Linked DNA regions of Sus scrofa: region 2 is linked to region 1. A link is a contact called in public Hi-C data. All regions are on one chromosome and are shown on one strand. Each heading gives the region's core, a stretch centred on a gene start, on an enhancer-like site or on the middle of the called end of the contact. The rest is flanking DNA. Distances are from core to core; before and after follow the strand shown. Region 1 holds the start of TRAPPC8 (trafficking protein particle complex subunit 8). Region 2 holds the start of GAREM1 (GRB2-associated and regulator of MAPK protein 1).

Region 1 (7,264 bases), core at 4,582-7,081:
ACATACAGAAAGTATACATGCAAATTCCATTATAATGGTTACCTATGATGAAGGAAGGGAAGAAATGGGGCTAAGGGTAGAAGGTGAAATCAACTGTATCTACAATACTTCTTTTTAAAGAAAAGGAAGATACAAAGCAAGTATGACAAGATTCGTTGGCTCTGGGTAGTAGGGAGCTGGATGTTTCTTGTATACTCTTCATCTGTAATTGCGGATGTTTTCTAAATTATTTAAACAAACATACACAGGCCTCTCTCCCTAATTAAACTTCTCAGGTGATCTATATAAGAAAAAAACTAAAAAACATTAAAATACTATGGTACATTTCTGATATTTTTAGGAACACATTGTACAAGTAGTTTCCTTGAAGGTGATCCATAATTGTCAAATAACTCAAATAGCCATGTGTGTATCAACCCTCTCTCAAAATTTTAAATTGGCTTTAGTATTCTTAAGTGTTAACACAAAAATGGTTATTCTAGTTGTACCCTATATTCAGAATGGGTTTATCAGTTATCAGGTTATTATTATTGGGTAATCCTAATAATCCAGAAATGAGTTAATGGGAGGCAGACAGCTTCTGAAATGGCACTCAATGATCCTGGTATTTCCTGGCATACACACTTGTTTCGTCCCTTCCCACCTTCCAAGACTGGTGTGTGTAAGCAATGGAACATAGCAAAAACAGTGGTATAGAGTATGGCTTCCATCCTGGGTTCTCTCTCTGATCGCTCCCTCTGAGAGAAGCTAACTGCCATGTCATAGAGACACTCAGGGAACCTATGAAGAGGCCCACAAAACAGAGAACTGAGGTTTCAGGCCAACATCTAGTGAGGAAGTGAGACTTGCCAACAGCAAATGAGTGAGCCTGGAAGCAGATCCTTCAGCCCTAGATCACTGCTGACAAACAGCTCCACCGCAACCTCAAAAGAGACCCTGAGCCAGAACCATCCAGGTAAGCCACTCCCAGATGCCTGAGAAACAAACAATAAATGCCTTTGTTTTAGGTGCTAAATTTTGGGGTAATTTGTTACACAACAATATATAAGTATTACACTGGAAGATCACAAAACCAACCTAATAAAGAGAAAGTCAAGAGCTAAAAATAATCATTTTTTTAACAGAAATGCTATTAAATAACACAAAAAGTCCAAAAGGTTCCAAATTAAATAATTATACTACGGCCTCATTAAGATTATAATATCACAAAAGGTGACTTTATACATCATATAACATCTCAATTTCAAAGTGAAATTCAGCTCTACCATTATCTTACTTTTATAGGTTGCCATATAATTTCTTTAATACTGAGAAGTAACATTTCCCAGTATGGGCTGCCCATGGAATACTGGTTGCTCAAGATAGATGTTTCTGAAAAATCAATTCCATGTTCAAATAAATTTGGGAAATACTGGATTAAGTTTTTAAAAGATCTCTTTATAGCAGGTGTTCCAGAGTAATTATATGCTAAACGACACTGTAATTCTCCCAAACACATGCTATATTAAGCAAACTTATTTGACCACAAAATTTTTTCAGTGAACATATAATACAACTGGTGTCCTATGGAATATATATATTTTTATCTTTCATTTTTATGTAGCACATAAAACTTTACTGTATTAAAAAAAACTTCAACTGCTTTAAACCACACAACTCTCCCAAAATTTTATACCCTTACTCAAAAAATCTATGACTGCCACACATTTACCATTAGATATGAAATCAAAAATTTCTTCCCTAGGAGTTCTTTTGTGGCACAGCAGGAGAAAGATCCGGTGTTGTCACTGCAGTGGCTTGGGTCACTGCTGTGGCATATGTTAAATCCCTGGACTGGGAACTCTCATATGCTGCGAGAAGAGCTAAAAAAAAAAAAAAAAAAAAAAAAAAAAAAAGGAAAATTTCTCTTCTAAAATTCAAGATCCTTCCTTATCTAGCATTTTCCCTTACTACTCTGTACTCCAATAGTGAGCTTTCCCACTAATCCCCAACCAATCATAATTTATACCTTTTGCCAATACCATTCTAACTTCATCTCTGTCCTCAACAGGGAATGTCCACCCTCTCCACTTCCACCACTCTCTACCTATCACACTCAACTGACTACGCTCCTTCGCTAAATCACTTGCGGTCTACATACGGAAAGCAAGAGTACACAGGGAAAGCAGAGTACTGATTTTAGCCTCTTCATTTTTTCTCCTCTATTCACTGCACTGTCCAGCATAGGAGGCACCAGCCACGTGTCCACTGAGCACCTGAAATATTTCTAGTCCAAACTGAGATGTGCTATGTGTAAAATGCACACGAAGTTTCAAAGACTTAGCAATTTTAAAAAATGTAAAATATCCTGTTATGATTTTTTTATATTACATGTTGAAATGGTAACATTTTAGAAACAGTGACTTAAATAAGATACATACAGAGCTATATCTCTCTATATAGATATATCTTGTTAGATATGGCACACCCATAGCATATGGAAGTTCCCAGGCCAAAGATCCAAGCCACAGCTGCAACCTATGACACAACTGCAACAACACTGGATCCTTAACCCACTGAGCTGGGCCAGGATTGAACCCTTAACACCATAGACACAACACAGGATCCTTAACCCACTGTGCCACAGCAGAAACTAAACTGGCTGGCTGCACCTGCGACATACAGAAGTTCCAGGGCCAGGGATCAAACCAGAGCCATACCCGTGACAATGCCATGCAGTTTGGTTGTACGCACCAAAAGTCCAAAGATTTTTTCTTTTTTTATGGCTGCCATTCATGGCATGTGAAAATTCCCAGGCCAGGAATTGAAATCTGAGCTGCAGCTGCAACCTACACTGCACTTGTGGCAAGGCCAAATCATTTAATCCACTCTGCCCAGCTGGGGATCAAAACCTTGCCTTGGAAGCCACCCAAGCAGCTACAGTGGGATTCTTAACCCACTGCACCACACCAGGAACTGATATATATTTAAATACATAGAGACAGATTTTTTTTTTTTTTTTTTTTTTGGCCATACCCCCCTGCATGTGGTAGTTCCCAGGCCAGGGATCAAACTCACAACACAGCAGCAACCCGAGCTACTGCAATGACAATGCAGGACCCTTAACCTACTGCACAAGAGAACTCCAAAATAAATTATTTAAACTACTTTCACCCACTTCTTAGCTTTTACAACGTACCTACTAAATAACTTAAAGTTACACATGAGACTCACATCATTTTACTATTGGACAGCACTGCTCCTTCGTGTGAATAAGTATTGCCAGCAGATAAGAAGACCTGACTGAGAACACCTTCTCTTTTTTTTTTTTTTTTTTTTTTTTCTTTTTAGAGCCGTATCTGTCGCATATGGAGGTTCCCAAGCTAGGGGTCAAATAAGAGCTGTAGCCGTCGGCCTACACCACAGTCACGGCAACTCGAGATCCTAGCTGCGCCTGCCACCTACACCACAGCTCACGGCAATGCCCGATCCTTGACCACCAAGCAAGGCTGGGAATTGAACCTGCATCCTCATGGATACTAATTGGATTCGTTTACGCTGCATCAAGAAGGGAACTCCAGAACACCTCTTGAGTCACACTACCTGCTTTGAAAACTTTCCCACCCCTAAGACTGGACAAATTAACATCTCTATGCCTCAATGTCATCAAATTTAAGTTGGTGTTGACAGTATCTAATGACAGTACCTTTAACTCAAGGAGGACTGAGAGACAAAAGCTACATAAGCAATATCAAGTGGTATTATTCTTTATTAACAAAGTAGAAAAAAGCCTATAGATCAAAGTCAAATTGGTGCTCCCCATTTTGTTTTTTAAGAATTTAAGAATGTAGAGAGAGGACTTTGTTGTTTTTGACTTAATACTAGAGGAGATGAGACTGATGATTAACGTACAGGCTGAAGAAAATCAAGAGTTCTCAAACTGTTTTGTTTTTGTTTTTCCCTTCTTAGGGCCACACCCAGGGCATATGGAGGTTCCCGGGCTAGGGGTCCAATCAGAGCTTCAGCTTCGGGACTACACCACAACCACAGGAACGTGGGATCCCAGCTGCGTCTGCGACCTACACCACAGCTCATGGCAACGTGGGATCCTTAACACACTGAGCGAGGCCAGGGATCCAACCCGCAACCTCATGGTTCCTAGTTGGATTCGTTTCCACTTTGCCAAGACAGGAACTCTTCAAAGCGTTGTGGGGTTTGTTTTCTTTTTTAATAGCTCCCTTTCTCCTTTAAATACAAAAGAATATACACCTGTGGCATGTAAATACATAAATTTATGGCACAGCATTGTTTTTTTGTGGAGAAGTCACCATAACCAAAAAAAATCATGGTCGTTGGCTCAACACAGCTTTATTATAGGCCCGTTTATTTTATTATAGAAACTTTTTATTTAAAGTTCTTACAAAGAACTTCACCTAAACTTTGCTATGTCCTGTTTGCAAAGTGGAGGTAAAGATACTGGTTAAACCACATTTGGGAGTTAATATTACGCTTACTTTTCCCTAATAAAGAATCCAAAGCTGGAGAAAACCAGGTAGCTCTTCAATAAGACATTTCTCCCGGTGATTAAACGCTTATCTGGAAAAAACAAATGTCAGGCCTTTTCCATTCCTATAAATGTAGATAACTCTAACTATCTCGATTAAATTAACTACAACTTGTCCTTACTTCCTAGTTCATCAGGCAAAAAAAAGGCTGTTCCAAGTTTCATTACTTTTATAATACTTCTCATTTTCTTGAGAAGTTATAATACTTTATACCTAAGGACACATTTAAATGTTGAAAAGAAAAAAGTAAAATAACTAAACATAAGTCTAGAAAAGGATGAGCCTCACTACTAAAGAATGTAATACTACTCAAGACAACTTTGAAAGCCCAGTTTAACTCCCAGGGGAAGATGATTCGTCTTCTTTACTAAGACCTCAAACGTCTAACAGGCAGATCTTACTCTCACCTTCTCTGCAACTTCCTAATTCCCTCCCTATGGCCGCAGAAACAGTCTCACTGCCCTTCTCTGGGCCCACTCTTTTTTTTACACGAATTACCTAACAGTCTAACTTGTCTGGGAAGTGCCTAGAAAAGCTGGAGGTTAGGACCACGCTGTCTTGACAACCTCTCCCCTGGCCCCTCCTCCAGCGGCCGCCCGAGAGAAAGAGGGGCCCCAGCCCGACGCCACTCTACCGGCTCCTGGATGTAAACATCGCCGTTCTCTTCCCCACCCGCGCCCAACTTCCCTCTCCCGGCCGCGGTTTTGCAGGAGCTCAGTGAAAAGGGAGACCACATACCCTCGGAAGTGAGGCGAGAGAAGGGCTTAAGCAACTCCGCGAAGCTAAGGTGATTGAGACGAGTGAGCCGCTCGGCTTCGTCGCTGCATAGCGCGGCGACACAGGGTACGAAGGAGTCCGGGATGAGCTCCTGCACCGACTGTACACACTGGGCCATCACCACGGCAGAGGCGGCGGCGTCCGCCTTTCGGCCCACTCAGAGGCTGATCCAGCGGCTGCAGCAGCTACTGCCGCCGCCCGCCAGCCTGGCCCGGCCGGGCGGGGCCCGGCACTAAAGCCTTGAAACCAATAGAAGGAACAGATGCTTCCTCGGTTCCCGGGGCACCAGCCACTGACCCCTCCCCGTCACCGCCGCTCCTCAGCACTCGCCCCGGCGTCCTCGCATTCCACCCAGATAAGTGGAGACGCCGACAATCGCCAGTTAATCCTCCCGACGGCAAAGCCTTGGTCACTGTCCCACCGGTATCGCCATATTGAGGCCGAACCCTGACCCACCGGCGTACTTATCCCATCAGCCCCCGCGCTCGCCCCTCACGTGACAGTGTCAAAGGAGGCGATAGGGGCGGAGAAAGAGAGCGGGGAGAGGGAAGTAAAAGAGCGACCGAGGCCTGTAGGGAGGCCGGCGCCGGAAGTGGGACGGGTGGGTCCCTTACTAGGCAGGGCTAGGGCGGGGACTACGAGTGCAGTGGGCGGGGCTAGGCAGACAGGCACGCAGCGTTAGGTCTGGCTTGGCAAAGCCGCTCCATGTGCGACCGGGAGTCAGTAGGTAGACGCTTGTGATCCGTGATGATACAGTGGTGGAGGCGCTCGTAAGCCTTCCACGCCCAGGGGGCCTCCCCTGGAAACAGTGGGCAAGTGATGTGGCTGTTCGCGCTGCTTCCTGCCCATTGGCCCCGCCCTTCCCACGCTCATAGTGGAGCGACTAGGGGCACCTGCTCAGGGAAGAGGTCCCCATGTCCTCCCAGTTCTTGGGGGTTTCTCTGGATCCGGCCTGAAGAGGCCGACGTATCTTTTGAACACAGCCATGCTTTTTAGAAAGCATTTAGAAAAGGTTACCACGAATGGGGACTCAAGCAGTGAGCAGAAATGTGTGCTGTTGTGGGCGCTGCAGTTAACCCGAGTGTAAGAGAAACTCCTGCGCTACTGCAGTCTTGCTGGTCTCAGAGAACGTGTGTGCCTGGGGACATCCGACCTGATCCTCCGCAGCAGCTTCCTTTTTACACTCTACTGAAATACTACTTTGTAGTGATGAAAGTGGAAAGCCAGTAATTACGTGCCAAGCGAAAGCTTGACTGGCTTCTTGCTAGCTTTCATTTTTATAGATTTTTTTTCCCTCAAAATATGTATAAGTGATTGAAAGGAAGTTTACTATATCATTCAACTGATTGGATTCCTTCAGAACTATATGCTAAAAATATAAGGCAAGGAAAAATGGAACTCTGTCATGGTTTTATGGCTCTTGATTTAAAGGACGCTTCCCCAACAACTATATCACAGATTGTCGGATTTTTTGGCACCCTGAATATTCTACCATGGTAAGAATTTATGGCAGATAAGTATGCCTTTTTCCTATAAATCAAAAAATGGGATGTAGGAAAGGACAGTAGGATATACTGACATGACACCTTAGCCACAGATCAGTCTACAAAAGATAACATGTGCAAGTTGAAGATCTGGAAAATCAGTCCCTTAAAACTTATCTGTGCCTGAGGACCTCTTGGAAATTCTTTTCTTATCCCCCGGGGTATACATATTCCCTTTTGAATACTTCAGATATATCCCTTACCTTTTTTATTTTTTATTTTTATTTATTTATTTATTTATTTTTTAATTTTTTTGGCCTGGGCCCTGGGCCAGGGGTGGAACTCACACAACAGTAGCAACCCAAGCCACTGAAGTAACAACACCAGATCCTTAACCCAATGTGCCACAAGGGAACTCCATCCCTTACCCTTTCTAATGTGAGAATCTCCTGCAACAGA
Region 2 (7,292 bases), core at 1,505-4,004, 540 kb after region 1:
CGCTGAGCCAGGACAGAAATGCCACTGTGAAACATTTTAAAAAGTAAGTATGGAAGCTATGATCAACTCTTTTAAAGTCTATCCAAATTTAGTTGGTAATCTAACACTTTCCCCTCATGAAATTAGCAAAGTTTTTTTGGTTTTGTTTTTTGGTTTGGTTGTTTGTTTGTAAGGTACTTAGTATTTTAAGGCTGTCGGGGAAACCGGTACTCCCACAATTCTCATTTGAGTATAAATAAGTATAATCTTTAGTCTCTAAAGCAATTTGACAATGTGTATCAAGGGCTTAAAAAGGAATTACATGCTTATGCAGCAGGTTATATCCTAACCCAAACAAACAGATTTATGTGCAAGAGTATTCACTATATCACAACTTAATAATAATTAAAAATGAAGCAGCCTGATGTCCACTGCAGGGGACTAGGTATGTGGTACAGCCATCATGCCATGGAATATCATGCAGCTATTAAAAAAAAAATTAAATAAGATGGGAGTAAGTTAAAGAAACAAGGTAGACTGGGTCCCTTGCTGTACAGTAGAAAATTAACAGAACACTGTAAACCAGCTATAATGGAAAAAATAAAAATCATTAAATAAAAAAGAAAGAAAGAAAGAAACAGGTATAAAGCAGTATTTGACTATGATTCCAAATCTGTGTATGGCACTGTGATTCTCAAGTGGTAATAAGAGAAAATTTACAAGAAATAACTGGAATTACACATATAGTGATCAAAATCCATTTTACAGCTTGAAAGGACACAGTGTTAAGACTTGCTACCCACGTCCTAATTTTAAAAAGAAGTGTGGGATGAGTACACTGCTGATTCAGATCCTTTTTATGAATGGCCGGGATAGGAAAGTGGATAATAAAGCTCAAAGTAATGTCTGCAAGTGATATTCAGCCTCTTTGAAACTTTCAGTTTAATGAAACCTCGGTGTGACTTTTACGCCACACGCATTAATGTTCCCTGCCTGGTTAGGAAGTTTCGTTGGAGGGTGAGGAAATGAGAGACCATCAGAAAAGGTGAGGACTCATAACCTTCCAAAACACAAAATTTTGCACAGCAAAAGAGTAAATGAAATACTGAGTACACACACACACTCTCTGATTTAGATCCACAGATACAGATTTAAAGCACCCCACTCTAAGCAGAAATGCTTCCACACACCACCTACCCTTCCCTGAATTCATCTGCACTTCATTACTAGTTTTAAAACTCCTAATTTATTCTCAATGCCCACCCTTACCACCAGCAACTAAACAAGGCCAGCAAGCATGCCAAGGCTGTTTTCCAGCTTTCATGAACTTTCTTGCTTGCCTTTATTTTTCAAATCAGTACTTCAAATGTCTAATCTAACTAACCCCACAGATAAGAAAGGGAACAAAAATGCCTTTGGACGGTTATATGTCTCATGTTACACACACAGTACTCCAGAAAAGGAGTAACCCAAGTCCTTGTGACTTGAAATGACATCTTCCTGCTCAGTGCTCTCCTGACTTGGCCTGTGTGATCAGAGCTCTATCTGCCTGTCTGCCAGCCTGGGTCCAGGTGCTTCGAGCAGCCCGGCAGCAGCTTGTTTCTGCCAACGTTCTGAAATCCTATGAAGCCAAAATCAACGGAAGTTATCATGAAAACACAAAAGACAAAACACACCTAAATTGCCACCTTGTATGTCACAACTCTCAAACTGAAAGGTATATACTTGCTTGACAGTATGCACATCTATCTACTTGTTTGCAGATGTCACCCTGCAGAACAAACAGCTGGGAGACGTTTGATTGGTTTCTGGTTGACAATTTGAGGAAACAAGCATTTCTTAGTTCTGAGCTCAGGTTCCAAGTCAATATAGGTTTCAATTTTTTCCAGGCTCGAAATGCGCTAATAATTAACCTTAAGCATACCATCACTTCCACTAAAAACATTTTCTACACACAGCCCTAAATTACTTTCAGTTCAGTGAAACCAAACAGACAAGCCGTAATGAAAGGTCTCCAAGAAATGTGATCCCTTTCATTGGTCACCCAGGAGCTTTTCCCCTAAAATCTGCTTCTTGTGGGGGAGGGGAAGGGGGAGGAGAGCATCCAAAATAAAGATGCCACCCAAAGCACAATTATTTTGTAAGAAAGTTGTCTAAGACAACTCTTCAGGGTTTTCCAGGTTGAGTAATTCCTACAGGCTGGAGGGGAGGGACAGCTCGCCTCCAAGATTACTATCTGCAGAGGTTTCCTTACTTTTTTTTTTTTTTTTTTTTTTTTTTGCGTCCTTTTTAATTACACTGCAAGGGCTGTGATTTTCACATCTCCAGAGGTTGCTGGGGCGGGGGGGGGGGGGAGTTCAGAGCAACGCGCCAGGCTGCGGCAGCCGCTCTGTCCAAGTCCAACGCTACAGGGGTGGGCAGCCCACTCCCACCGGGTCCCACCCTCCCGAGCTACACGCGCGCACAGCCGCGCCGAGACTGCGGTCCGCGGGCGGGGACTCACCGCTGTCCAGCCGCGCGATCTGGGGCAGCCGGTAAGTGCTGACCAGCAGGTCGAGCGGAACGGCCACCGAGCTCCACTTCACATCCTTGAGGCTGCAACCCAACGAGGGCGCCGGGTCCATCTTCCCCGCCTCCTCCGGCCCCGCGCTCCCGCCGCCGCCGGCACCACCTCGGCGGCCGCCGCTGCTCGCGCTCGTGGTCTGGGGCGCGCGGGGGGCGCCGGGCACTCCCGCCGCGGGCTGACCGGGGGCGCGGCGGCCGGGAGGGAAGGAGGGGGCCCGCGGCCGGCTCAGCTGCCGCTGCGGGGCATGGCTGGGGCGCCCCGCGTGCCCTCAAGCCCGGAGAGGACTCGCAGCAGCCCCACGGCGGCGGGCGGCGGCGGCCGGGGTAGCTGCGGCGGCTCCCGCTCCGCCTCCTTCTCTGGCCCCGGGTCTGCAGCTGCGGCGGCCGCCCGCTCGCCTCCTCCTCCTCTTACCCCTCCTTCCCTCCGCCTCGAGTGTGTGAGGAGGAGCCGCGGGTCTGAGAAACGCCATAGCAGCGCTCCCAGCACTGACTAATCAACAAGGTGCGAGCAACGCCTGCGCAGCTCTGGGAGACACCGCCCCCGCCCCCGCCTCCCCGGCGCCTCCCGCCCCGCCCCGCCCCGTCTGGCCCCGCCTCCGGCGCGGCCTCCGCCTCTCGCGGTCCGGCGAGCTCAGCTTGGCAACGGCTCCCGGGTCCCGCCGCGGCCCCGGCCGCTCGAGAAGCTCCGCAAGCTTTAGCTCTCGCTCCCCCGTCCGACCGCTCGGGCGCCCTGCAGCCTTGCCCGGCGCCACCGCGCGCCCGGACTCCTTCGCTGCGCTGTGCCTTCTTGTGGGGCGACCTGGAGGAACGCAGCGAACTTAGGAATCTTTCCTAGGCGTTGTCAGGCACTTCTCCAGTCCACCCTGGTACCGGAGTTGCTACTCCAGGGCACAAAAGTGATCTGTTTGGTGTCCATCTCTTGAGAGTGCCGCGGACAGAGCTGGGAAGGGCAGGCGGGGAGCATTCCTTGCCCCCCGACCCCCGTCCGCCGCCTCCCGCCAACCCTACAAGTTTACAAAAAAGCAGCTGAAGTTATTCCATCCAGTCTGGACTTTGGCTGCTAGGCAGAAAGACAAAGGCCGAAGCACCGAGAAGCAGAAAGGTAATGAATAATCAGTGCCCACATAAGGGAAGGTGACTCGATTTAGTACCTTCATTGTATGGACAGCTGCTGGAGACTGCGGAAGATGAGGCCACCAACAGCCAGAGACACGCCAGGGGTTCCTGGGACACCAGTTTTTGTCACATGCTTTTCTCAGTTATTTCTCTCCCAACCTTAAAAGGTTGGAATAATTCCGGTGATAATTATATGCGTACCAAGAATTTAGGGAGTTTGGCAAGATTATATAACTTGTAGACAGTCTTGCCAGGATTCAAACCTTCTGTCTGCTTTTCATGATAACTATTTTATTTTCCCCAGTATTGAGTAAGGCCTGCCCACTTGCAGAGAGAGTTCAGAATGTAAAGGTGACTGTGAGTGAGATTCCTGTTTCTTTAGGCACTTACTGACTTTTCTGTGCTAATCTCTTTTTTTAGCGTTACTTTACCCGGAAACAGGTGAGCAGTTGCCAGATGAAGAGGTTGCCTATCAATTCTTAATATTTTTCACCACATATTCAGTGTTTGGTGCATAATGAGCCAGAACAAGCATCTGCTTGACCTGCCCAAGGGGACTTGAAAACATGCACCAGCCTCTCAGTGCTCTGGCTTAGGGCTGTGGCAATGAATAAACCTCTCTACAGCAATTGAAGAAAAACACAGAAATTCCTCCACTCCCAATTTCCCTGCCCTTTCACTTAGAAGCACTGGCAATAATTCTCACAAAATTCTTTTGCTGAAAACTTTGACCTTTGTGTCATTGATGTTAAGTTTTTGGGAGAGTCTTGAAAAAAAAGTGGGAAAGCTGTTCGTGTACGTTTGACTCAATCACACATCCATAAAGTTCCAAGTTTTGCCACAGAAGGAGATTTTTTTTTTAATTATAAGGGACTAAGTGCCAGCTAATTTTTTTTCTACTTTAATACTTAATCATTTCTGGAAATAGAGCGCAGACTCCAAAAATGATACAACATTTAAGAATGAGTAGGGTCAGGGTTCCTTCCACCAGTTGGTAGATCCTGAGCCTTATATGGTAGATTGATTGAAAAAATAACTTTATGCTACTGTTATATCCTCTTTACAAGCTTCAGGGAATAGGAAAAGTAGTTCCCTCTCAAAAAGATTGGTGACTTATGACCTAAAGACAAGAGAAAAAGTAAGATTAATGCAATCATCTTTTTTTAAATCAGTAAAGATTTACATTAGATTTGCTCTTATTGCTGACCTTGCAGAAGGGTTTTCAGTTCTGAGTATGAAAGGGAAAAAATTTTAATGAGCTACAAATTCTTTTTTTTTTTTGCTTTTTTAAAGCCGCACCTGTGTGTGGCATATGGTCATTCCCAGGCTAGGGGTCGATTCAGATATGCCACAGCCACAGCCACGCCAGATCCAAGCCTCATCTGCAGGCTAAACTGCAGCTCACAGCAACGCCTGATCTTTAACCCACTGAGCAAAGGCCAGGGATCAGAACCTGAATCGGCATGGATACTGTCAGATTCGTTTCCAGTGAGCCACAGTAGGAACTCCCACAAATTCTTATGTACATTTCCTGTCCAGGATCTGGCAGAAAGACAGACCTTTCAAAAAGATCTTATTTGTAAGACAGAGAGAGTTTTGGTTAAACTATAGGGAAAAAAAATTAGTTGAGAAAGGTAATGTTTCAGTCTGGCCAAACAGCACATGATAGGAGAAGTGTGCTTTTTCAGATTGTTGGGCCAATGCAAACCATGTATATAAAAACATCATAACTGGGTACAGGGGCAAAATAAGACTTTGTAGTTCTAAGAAAAATTTTCTGTAAAGCACAATTCAGTGAATTTGTCCATTATTTCTGCTGAATACCTTCTAAAATTAAGATTTATGGGAGGCAGCATTTTATGTGATTAAAAATATTGATTCCAGCATGTGATGGCATGGGTTTGATTAGTGGTTCTGCTCCTATTCAGGATCTTGGGCAACTTGCTCTTTCCTCTGAAAAATGGTCATAATTGCTACAGACTGAGTGTTTGTTTCCCTGTAATTCTTATGTTGAAACCTAATCCCCAGGTGGTGCCTTTGGGAGGTGACTAGTTAATGAACAAGAAAACGGGCCCTCATCAGACTCAGAATGTGCCAGTGCCTGGATCTTGGACTTGTCAGCCTCCAGAACTGTAAGAAAGAAATGTCTGTTGTTTTTAAGTCCTATAGTCAATGATACTCTGTTATAGCAGCCCCAATAGACTAAGATAACAGTAATAGGAGTTTCTGTTGTGGGTCAGCAGCGTACAAACCCAACTAGTATCCATGAGTTCGGGTTTGATCCCTGGCCTTGCAGAGCTGCAGCTGTCGGCCTACACCGCAGCCACAGAAATGCCAGATCCAAGCCTCGTCTGCAGCCTAAACTGAAGCTCACAGCAATGCCTGATCCTTAACCCACTGAGCAGAGGCCAGAGATCGGAACCCGAATTCTCATGGATACTAGTCAGATTCGTTTCCACTGAGCCACAGTAGGACCTATGTGCTATTGCTGTGAGGTATGCTATAGGTCAAAGACAGGATTCTGAATGGTTGCTGTGGCTGTGGTGTAGGTCAGCAGCTGCAGCTCCAATTTGACCTCTAGCCTGGGAACTTCCACTTGCTGCAGGTGCAGCCCTAAAAAACAAACAAACAAACAAACAAAAATCCCGAAAATGTAATCCTTTAATATATGTTGAGCATTTAGAATAGGACCTAACACATAGGACAAGCTAGAGAAGTATTTGCTATTCTTACTGAAAGAAGTACTGGTTTTGAAGGGGCCAAGTTTAGAGAAATGATGAAGAAGCAAACGGAGTTGTGGGGAAATGACTCGATTTGGGAAGAATAGTTATATCTGGCAAGGAGCAGAGAGCATCATTCCTCAAATGGGAAAGCCAGGTGCCTGCTCCCAGCCATGGGACTTCAATCCTCAAATCTAGAGTTTGTGAGGTTATTAGTCCACAGTAAGCCAGCCCTGCTACCCAGCAGATCCATGCAGTGGCCATGATGACTCTTCATATTCTGATCTAATGATGCTGATGGTGAATGATGCTGATCTAATGATGTTCAGCAGTGAATCAGGCACAGGGCTCCTATGAGGGACTCTCCACGACATTCTAACTGTGAAACTTCTGTTTATACATGCACAACTTGTTAACTCTCTGCATTATCAACTTTGCTAGATAAAAATATTACACATTGGTTTTCCTCATATCGGAATGTCCTGGGTCACATAACATGCTAGCGGTCAAGTGTCATATCATAGTTCACTGCCCTGGTGGTTTCCTAGGTCTCTAAGCTCTTTTCCCTTTCAGCTGATTTCCATGCTATCCCTAGAGCTAACTTATTATTTATCTATTTTTTTTTTTGTCTTTTTGCTATTTCTTGGGCCGCTCCCTTGGCATATGGAGGTTCCCAGGCTAGGGATCTAATTGGAGCTGTAGCTACCAGCCTACGCCAGAGCCACAGCAACGCTGGATCCGAGCCTCGTCTGCAACCTACACCACAGCTCACGGCAACGCCAGATCGTTAACCCACTGAGCAAGGGCAGGGACCGAACCCGCAACCTCATGGTTCCTAGTCGGATTCGTTAACCACTGCGCCATGACGGGAACTCCCCTAGAGCTAACTTAAATCACTCCATGCCTAAAACT

The links. A called contact is a pair of places that touch in the nucleus more often than the background predicts.
Region 2: a contact with region 1 is called in a Hi-C map of embryonic fibroblasts, with 2.3 times the contacts expected there. The contact joins the promoter of GAREM1 here to the promoter of TRAPPC8 in region 1. A contact is called at or near these places in 8 of 47 Hi-C or Micro-C datasets (embryonic fibroblasts, fetal heart ventricle, heart right ventricle and 5 more) and 1 of 2 datasets of contacts at active chromatin or transcription factors (skeletal muscle).

What each region holds. Positions count from the first base shown.
Region 1 is chr6:115,780,837-115,788,100 of Sscrofa11.1, forward strand. TRAPPC8 (trafficking protein particle complex subunit 8) reads right to left here and starts at 5,832. Exons shown (of 29, transcript XM_021096212.1): 1 at 5,283-5,832. The coding sequence starts at 5,439.
Region 2 is chr6:116,322,099-116,329,390 of Sscrofa11.1, forward strand. GAREM1 (GRB2-associated and regulator of MAPK protein 1) reads right to left here and starts at 2,755. Exons shown (of 6, transcript XM_003482054.4): 1 at 2,483-2,755. The coding sequence starts at 2,603. LOC102163160 (a long non-coding RNA gene) reads left to right here and starts at 3,139. Exons shown (of 3, transcript XR_298647.3): 1 at 3,139-3,646; 2 at 5,689-5,792.